Linked DNA regions of Pan troglodytes: region 2 is linked to region 1. The links are chromatin contacts, called in public HiChIP or PLAC-seq maps. All regions are on one chromosome and are shown on one strand. The core of a region is the stretch at or near the end of the contact, and the rest is flanking DNA. Distances in the headings are between cores, read along the strand shown.

What was found. HiChIP or PLAC-seq counts read pairs in DNA pulled down with a chosen protein or histone mark.
Region 2: an H3K4me3 HiChIP or PLAC-seq map of stem cell-derived excitatory neurons shows a contact between it and region 1, with 3 times the contacts expected there. The contact joins the promoter of ZNF335 here to the promoter of UBE2C in region 1. A contact is called at or near these places in 2 of 7 Hi-C or Micro-C datasets (induced pluripotent stem cells and stem cell-derived neural progenitor cells), 1 of 1 datasets of contacts at active chromatin or transcription factors (stem cell-derived excitatory neurons) and 1 of 1 other capture datasets (stem cell-derived neural stem cells).

Annotation. Positions count from the first base shown.
Region 1 is chr21:52,077,583-52,081,698 of NHGRI_mPanTro3-v2.0_pri, forward strand. UBE2C (ubiquitin conjugating enzyme E2 C) reads left to right here and starts at 2,204. Exons shown (of 6, transcript XM_514682.8): 1 at 2,204-2,534; 2 at 3,175-3,202. The coding sequence starts at 2,434. DNTTIP1 (deoxynucleotidyltransferase terminal interacting protein 1) reads left to right here. Exons shown (of 13, transcript XM_016938003.3): 12 at 630-685; 13 at 802-1,163. The coding sequence ends at 940.
Region 2 is chr21:52,236,830-52,240,945 of NHGRI_mPanTro3-v2.0_pri, forward strand. ZNF335 (zinc finger protein 335) reads right to left here and starts at 2,273. Exons shown (of 28, transcript XM_063802558.1): 1 at 1,897-2,273; 2 at 976-1,226. The coding sequence starts at 1,176. It also overlaps the pseudogene LOC742994.

The sequences.
Region 1 (4,116 bases), core at 954-3,453:
CCTATATGTTAAGTTCACAAAAGGGCCCTCACCCACTGTAGACCGAGGCATTGTGACAAAGCATTTCTACAGGCCCCAGTACAATACAGGCCAATTACTAGACAGCAGAGCAGTTTATCATGTTTTCCATTTTGCCGCAAAGTTCAAAACCAAGTTATCTTTGTCCTCAGAGGGAGCACATGGTTTCCTCTTCCTGATTTCCTGTTTCCATATATATTTTGCTGGCTTTCTTGCCATTTTGTTATAACCCACCTTGGGTCCTTTCGTATACTTGATCTTAACCAAAGGGTGTAGGAGCAATGGTGGATCCCTTTTTTTTCTTTTTTTTTTTTTTTTCTTAATTTTCACCACACCATTCAAGAGAGAAATGGGTCCTTTTTTAAAAGAGAAGGCTATAAATAAGTCACCAGTCCCTACTCTCCCATCCATGAAGCATCTACTGTAGTAAAAGATTGTCTCAAGGAACCATTCCCATCCCTCCCCACTTACTCTTCCGTACTAAATTGTAAACCGCATCCCCTGCTTCCACCTAGTAGCAGGCCTTACATTAAGCAGATGTTTAATGAAGTGTTACTGAGTTGGAGTGAAATGAATCAGGCAATGACCACTCTCCCTTGCTCCTGCCTCAGGCCTACCTCCTCATCGAGGAGGACATCCGGGACCTTGCGGCCAGTGATGATTACAGGTAAAACCAGTGGGTCTCCTGCCCCTTCTCCTCTCCCTGCCTCCAAATAGCCCCTAGAATGAGGCAGGGCCTACATCCTCACTTCCCCCAACTTCTCTCTTCAATGTCTGTTCCAGAGGATGCCTGGATCTGAAGCTAGAGGAATTGAAATCCTTTGTCCTACCCTCCTGGATGGTGGAGAAGATGAGAAAGTATATGGAGACACTACGGACAGAGAATGAGCATCGTGCTGTTGAAGCACCTCCACAGACCTGAGGCCGGGTCCCCTGGCCACCCTTGGCAGCCCTCCTCCAAAGCCCTCTTCCTCACGTGGCCGAGGCCACCGCTGGGACTGCTCCTAGATGGATCTCAGCGGCATTAAGCTGTGCCTGAGCGAGTTTGTAGTGACTCACTGCACAGCACCCCCAGACTAGCATGTGGTTCTATATTTGTAAAGTTATTGGGATAAGAAACAATTAAACAGTTTGTAGTAAACACAGATGGTGAACCTGCTGTGCCCTCTACCTTGTGGGAATTGACAGAACATCAAGGGCTCTAGAAGTGGGTGTAGGAAAAAAGGACGAGATAACCCTCACCCATAACAGTATAGAGCCAGGCTTGATAAGACCAACCTGGGAGCACCATGTACCCTGCCCGTCTTCCCTTTGCCCATTTGTAGTTTCCTTACCCAGCTAATGTAAGGACATGGCAGAATGCGATGGAGTTTGATGACAGATCATATGAAAAATAGAGTTGGCTTTTATTGCTCCCATTTTACAGGTTAAGATACTAAAGGACCCGCCCCAAGGTTACACACTACCCACTGGGGAGGTAGGATATACAGGATATGAACCTGTGTTGTTGGGGTTTTTGTTTGTTTGAAGACAGTCTTGCTCTGTTGCCCAGGCTAGAGTGCAGCCTCTGCCTCAAGCGATTCTCCCGCCTCAGCCTCGCCAGTAGCTGGGACTACAGGCTCGTGCCACCTCACCAGCCTTTTTTTTTTCTTTTTTTCTTTTTTTCTTTTAAGTAGAGACAGGTCTCCCTATCCTGTTGCTCAGGCTGGTCTCGAACTCCTGGGTTCAAGTGATCCTCCTGCCTGGGCCTTCCAAAGTGTTCGGGATTACAGACGTGAGCCACTGCGACCGGCCTGAACCAATGTTGCCTTTTTTTATTTCTGTCATCTCTGCGGAGATGTATGGACCTATGTTTTCTAATAGGGAGCCTGCTGCTCTGGCCATCAGCCTTTAGTTTTTCCCCTCGCTGGGATTTTCAGATACTTAGGACGCAGCAAAGGTGCCCAGGCGATTATAATGATGGGAGGGTACCAGTGCTGCAGGATTGGAGGCACTCCCTGCCCGAGGGAAATTGGATCAAGGCTGGGCGTGCCGAGTGTTCCCACGCGGAGTAAGACGTGTAGCCAGAAGGAGGGGTTCATCCCACGTGGACGTTTTCTTGGCCCTTTAATGGTTAGCGTTTTCCAAAGGCCACCAATTCGCTACGGATTCGTTAGTTAATGGCAGCATCGTCTACCAATCGGTTGTCAGAAGCGGGATCCTGCCGCCCAATAGCGGTGCGCCAGTGGGTAGGTCTAGCAGTGGCGCAGCAATAGAGCGCTCCGGAGCGTCCCATTGGCTGGATCAAACCCAAGCGAGCCATTGATTGGTCGACGCCCCCAGAGGGTTACAATTCAAACGCGGGCGGGCGGGCCCGCAGTCCTGCAGTTGCAGTCGTGTTCTCCGAGTTCCTGTCTCTCTGCCAACGCCGCCCGGATGGCTTCCCAAAACCGCGACCCAGCCGCCACTAGCGTTGCCGCCGCCCGTAAAGGAGCTGAGCCGAGCGGGGGCGCCGCCCGGGGTCCGGTGGGCAAAAGGTGAGTGATGCGGCTTACCACTCGCCGGGCCTGCCATGCCCTAGGCATTGGTACCCAGAGCAAAGATTTCTAGGACCACCCCCCGCCGCCACCTCCTGGAGCGGGAGATCTGCGGGTGCAGGAGAACACACCAGGAGCTCGGGGCCTGGCATTCCCCTGGTTATGGGTGTCGAGGGCGGAGACTTCCGGGACTCTCACCTCCTTGCGCGGATGAGATTCGAGAGATGGGGGACAGGCCAGGAGCTCAGACCGTTCTTTGAGACTCTCCCGAAGGAGAATGGGAGGGTAGGGGCGCTGCCAGACTCCTTCCCTGGTGGGCCTAGATGAAGACGCTCAAGGACCCTCGTGACTTGGCCGAGACAGGGGAAGGGAGAAGTTGAGTCGGGCAAGGAAGAGATGCTAAAGCCTGGGGAATTAAGAACATGCCAGAATCATCCCGAGGGAGTCTGGAATTAGGGAGGGTGAGGACTCGCTAGGATCGTCCTGTGGATCTGGTGAGTGTACCCTGAGCTGAGCCTGACCTTGGTGATGTGGGGAGCCTCCATGACGGCTCCCCCTGAGATTCAGGTGGGAGAAGATGCACCGTCTGGAGGCCTGGCCCATCCAGACTCCCAGGTAACCCCGAATACTCTTTTTTCAGGCTACAGCAGGAGCTGATGACCCTCATGGTGAGTGATTAAGTGCCCAGAACCCCAGCCTTCCATCCAATTTTCAGTAGCCTCCTTTCTTCCGTCAGCTTTTTTGCTAGACATAGGGGTAATGTAATTTGCTCCCTCCTGGGAAAGAAGTTCATACGCCCCACCTACACCATTTCTTCCAGCAGTCCCTCCTCCCAATTCCATCCCCCCACACGAAGTTATCTCTAGAACACTTCTCTGAAGTCATACAAGACCCTCCCTATCCAGTGTGTCCCTACTTCCTAGCCCCAACCAAGCTTTACCCACACCCAACTCCCCGCCCTTCTTGGTATTTCTAGCCTATGAATTTGGTTGCTTTATTTTGGATCAGAGTGATGAGATTAAGGGGAGGCTGGGCGCGGTAGCTCACGCCTTATAATCCCAACACTTTGGGGGGCTAAGGTGGGCGGATCACTTGAGGTCAGGAGTTCGAGACCAGCCTGGCCAACATTGCAAAACCCTGTCTCTACTAAAAATACAAAAATTATCCAGGCATGGTGGTGCATGCCTGTAATTTCAGCTACTCAGGAGGCTGAGGCACAAGAATCATTTGAACCGTGGAGACAGAGGTTGCGGTGAGCCGAGCGCACCACTGCACTCTAGCCTGGGCGACAGAGTGTGTGTGTGTGTCTGTCTCTGTCTATCTCTCTCTCTCAATCTCTCTCTCTCTCTCTCTCTATATATATATATGTAAATATATATTTTTTAGTAGAGATGGCATAACCCCATCTATATCTCATATATATACACATATATATGTGTGTGTGTGTATCATATATATGTGTGTGTATATGTATATATATATACATATATATATATATATATATATATATATAAAATTAAGGGGAAAGCTCACCCACTGACCTTTGCTATGCCCAAAAGTGTACTCCACATTCCAACAAATG
Region 2 (4,116 bases), core at 1,023-3,522, 160 kb after region 1:
CAGGGCCCAGCACATGCTGAGCACATGGTAGGCCCCCATCTCTGCTGAACTAATGAAACCCCAGGACCCCAAAGTGATGACCACTGCTGTGTACTTCTATCACGTGATATACTGAATATGACCATTATCTTGCATATAAGAATGGCTAATACTTATTGAGTGCTTACAATGTGCTGAGCACTGTTTTAATTATTAGCTTTGCATATGTTAATTCATTTCATCCTCACAAAAACTCTATGAGGCAGGTATATTTACCATTCCCACTTTACAGACGAGGAAACAGAGCTAGATGTTGGGTAGCTTGCTCAAGATCACACGGCTAGGAAGTGGCACAGCCAGGAGGAGATGGTTTACAAAATGTTTGCAAGAGGATGTCTGGTGGGAGCTCACAATCAAGCACCCTTGAAAGCAAGTATTTCTGCTTTACTGTAGCCGGGATACTGAGGCTCAAAGAGGTCTCCCAGTAAACTGGAGGCAGGACCCAGTCTTAACCCAGGGTACTTGCGTTTTTTTTTGTTTTGTTTTTTTTTTTTTTTTTGTAGAGATGAGGTCTCGCTATTTGCCCAAGCTGGTCTCCAACTCCTGGGCTCAAGTGATCCTCCCACCTCAGCCTTCCAAAGTGCTGGGATTACAGGCCATGAGCTACCACTCCTGGCCTAGACATCTGCCTCTCAAAGTGTGAGGACTGTGGGTAGTATAGTAGCTAAGACCACAGCCTAGATTTGAATCCTGGCTCTGTCTGCACTCTGTACCTCGGCATCCTTTTCTATAAGATGTGGGAAAAAATGGTATGTGTCTTAGAAGGTATGAAGCTCAAATGAGAAAATCCACTTTAGGGGCTTGGCTTGGTGCCTGGCTCACAGTAAACCAGAAACACCAAGTATTAGCTACAAACAAGCCTTGTTTCCTCTTGGCTGTCAGGCACTGCTGCTCGCGGTCCTTGCCTCCACCCACGCCGTCCAGCCCGGTCCATACCTGAGAGCGGCTGCCGCGGTCCGAGCTTTGCCCCACGCCAGAGTCATCGGCCTCTGCCTGCCCCGGGGCGGCCGCGGCGTCGCTGCTGTCGGCGGACACGGCTTCTGAGGTGCCCACACCCAGGCCGCTCTCAGAGGGCTCCTCGGGCCGGCCAGGCCCAGGGGCCGCGTCGCTGCTGCTCTCCACCTCGTTCTCCTCCATCTGATCGGCGGGCTGCCTGACAGCGGGGCGTAGGGTCTGGGGACTTCACTCTGAGAAGAGAGGTGACCGTGGCTGGAACAAGTGGGCCATCTCCCCAGCCCCGGCAACCACGGCCCACCCACTTGCACCCCTGCGCCCATTTTGCAGATGCGAAGATTGAGTCTCCGACGGGGCGGAGCTTCCTGGTGTATTGCGAGGGGAGCTCGGGAAAAACTTGACGGAGAAGCTGTGCTTCCCAGGCTAAGGCCCTTCCCGGGAGGGTGGTCAATGGCTGGTAATCTTGACCCTTTCCCTCGCCCCCACGATTCTCGTGGAGCGTTCCGCTCTGTGAGCCCCATCCGGGCCCAGTGGTTCAGCCCTTCGGCCCCCGCGTCCCCCCGGGTTGCAGGGTCGGTGGTACAGCCCGCTGGCCCTCTGGGTCAGTGGTTCGCTCCCCCCCCCCCCCCCGGTTCCCCTGCGGAGGGGGCTGACAGCGACGGTCTCGGGGCCTGGCGATTTGGGGCTGTCCCCGGCGCTGCCTGTGCTCCAGGCCCGACGCCATCTTGTGGTGGCGCCGGGTTTCCGCTCAGGCAAGTGCGAGAGCGACTAAAGGGCCTGGGACCCCGGGGCCCTGTTCGGACAGCCCCGCCGGCCTGGGACCTCGCCTCCGGGTATCCCCGCAGTGTGACCTCACTCCACGGCAGGGTACGGTGGGGCCGCCTGACTCTACCCGAAGCTCACCCGAGGCTTTCGTAGCCACGTTCCTCTCTGACTCCGGCATCGACGAGGTCGCCATCCTCTTTCCTCCGCTGCGGAGGAACCCATCGGCCTATTGTAGGCCGGAACTACTTCCCCCGCTGGCCCCGGGAAAGACACATTTTCAGTGTTCCGGAAGGTCGCTCCGAGGCCTCAAAACCATAATCGGGTCTGAACAGACTCTGGGACTTTATACGTCGCCCGGTGTTTGGCACTGAGCCCACTATGGTTTGGGGACTACTTTATCTCTTGGCGGAGTGTTACGTAGGAAGTGGTTGTGATGTCATTCTGGTCCCTTCCCTAGGCCGCAGGGTTGGGCGCGGCGAATGCGCGCCCCGCTCTCTTGGGGCGTGGCTCCCAGTGGGGGCGTGGCTCCCGGTGGGGGCGTGGCTCCCGATGGCTTGGCCGCGCCCCTCCTACAACAGCCCGGAAGAGCGTGTGGCCGCGGGCGACTTTGGCTTGGCCAAAGAGTAATTCATGTTGTCGGTCATTTTACCTGACTCATTACTTATTACTTAGCGCGCTGCTGCAACCCAATCGAGCTCTGCCCGTTAGGTTTGATGTGTTTTGTTGGGAAGGGAATGTATAATTATTGTACAGATAGGGAAACTGAGGTCTGGGTATGGGAAGGGCTGGTCCAAAATCACATCCAATAAAGGGACTCAGGAGCCAAGTACGGATGGCAGGAGTCGGGGAAATGGAAAGAAGTTAATGCCTGTCCCTTAGGTTTGTATACATATTTGTTAACATTAATAGAGCTGAGGCCGGGCGCTGTGACTCACGCCTGTAATTCCAACACTTTGGGACGCCAAGGCAGGAGAATCGCTTGATCCCAGGAGTTCCAAACCAGCCTGGGCAAAAGAGCGAGACCCCATCTCTACAAAAAAAAGAAAAAAAAAGAAAAATTAGCCAGGCATGGTGGCGCGTGCCTATAATCCCAGTTGCTCGGGAGGCTGAGGTGGGAGGATCGCTTGAGTCTGGGAGGTTGAGGCTGCAGCGAACCGTGATCACACCACTGCACTTCAGCCTGGGCGACAGAGCGAGACCCTCTTTCAAAAAATAAATAAATACAAGTCAACTACCTATCCTTTAAAAGTGGAGAAAGAAAAAAAATTTTAATTAAAAGTCAGCTGCCCTTAAGGTATGTCCTTCCTCCGGAAATGTCACCTTCTGTTTTAAGACTTTTAGCAGTTTGCAGTGGAAGAGCACAAGAGGGAGTAAGGCGCTCTGGTTTTTGTCCCTAAGTCTCTGTAGTTCCATAGGCTATTTTCCTTAATTGAAAGATACAAATTTTTGGGGAAGAAATCTCAAAAAAACCTCCTAAGCAGGCTGGGCGCGGTGGCTCACGCCTGTAATCTCAGCACTTTGGGAGGCTGAGTCGGGCGGATCACCTGAGGTTGGGAGTTTGAGACCAGCCTGATCAACATGGAGAAACCCCATCTGTACGAAAAATACAAAATTAGCTGGGCATGGTGGCGCATGCCGTAATCCCAGCTATTCAGGAGGCTGAGCCAGGACAATAGCTTGAACCCGGGAGGCAGAGGTTGCGGTGAGCCGAGATCACGCCATTGCCTTCCAGCCTGGGGAACAACAGCGGAAACTCTGTCTCAAACAAACAAACAAAAAGTCCTAAGGAGAAGACCTATTAATAAGGAGAAAAGGTCCGGGCTTGGTGGGTCACACCTGTAATAACCAGCACTTTGGGAGGCTGAGGCCGGTGGATCACTTGAGGTCAGGAGTTCGAGACCAGCCTGGCCAACATGGTGAAACTCTGTCTCTACTAAAAATACAAAATTTCACTGGGTGTGGTGGCGCGCGCCTGTAGTCCCAGCTACTCGAGAGGCTGAGGCAGGAGAATCGCTTGAACCCCAGAGGCGGAGGTTGCCGAGATTGTGCCATTGCGACAAGAGAGAAACTCCGCTTCAAAAAATAAATAAATAAATAAAAATAAAAAGGACAAAGGGTGCTTTGAGCTGTTATTTGTGTGCACTTGTGTATGAGGGGATTCATCTGGTCCTTTTCTTAGGTAAAGTTTTCTTTCCTAGGTTTCCCTTTTGGGTTGAGGGAATGGAACAGGAGGCCTCTGGATAGGTTAGGACCCTCATCCCCTATCCCTTGCAACCAGCAGGACCAGGCCCCAGAGCAGCTCTGAAGAGCTAGGTCAGCCCTGGCATGATGACATGTTGGTTTTACTATCTCCAGGCA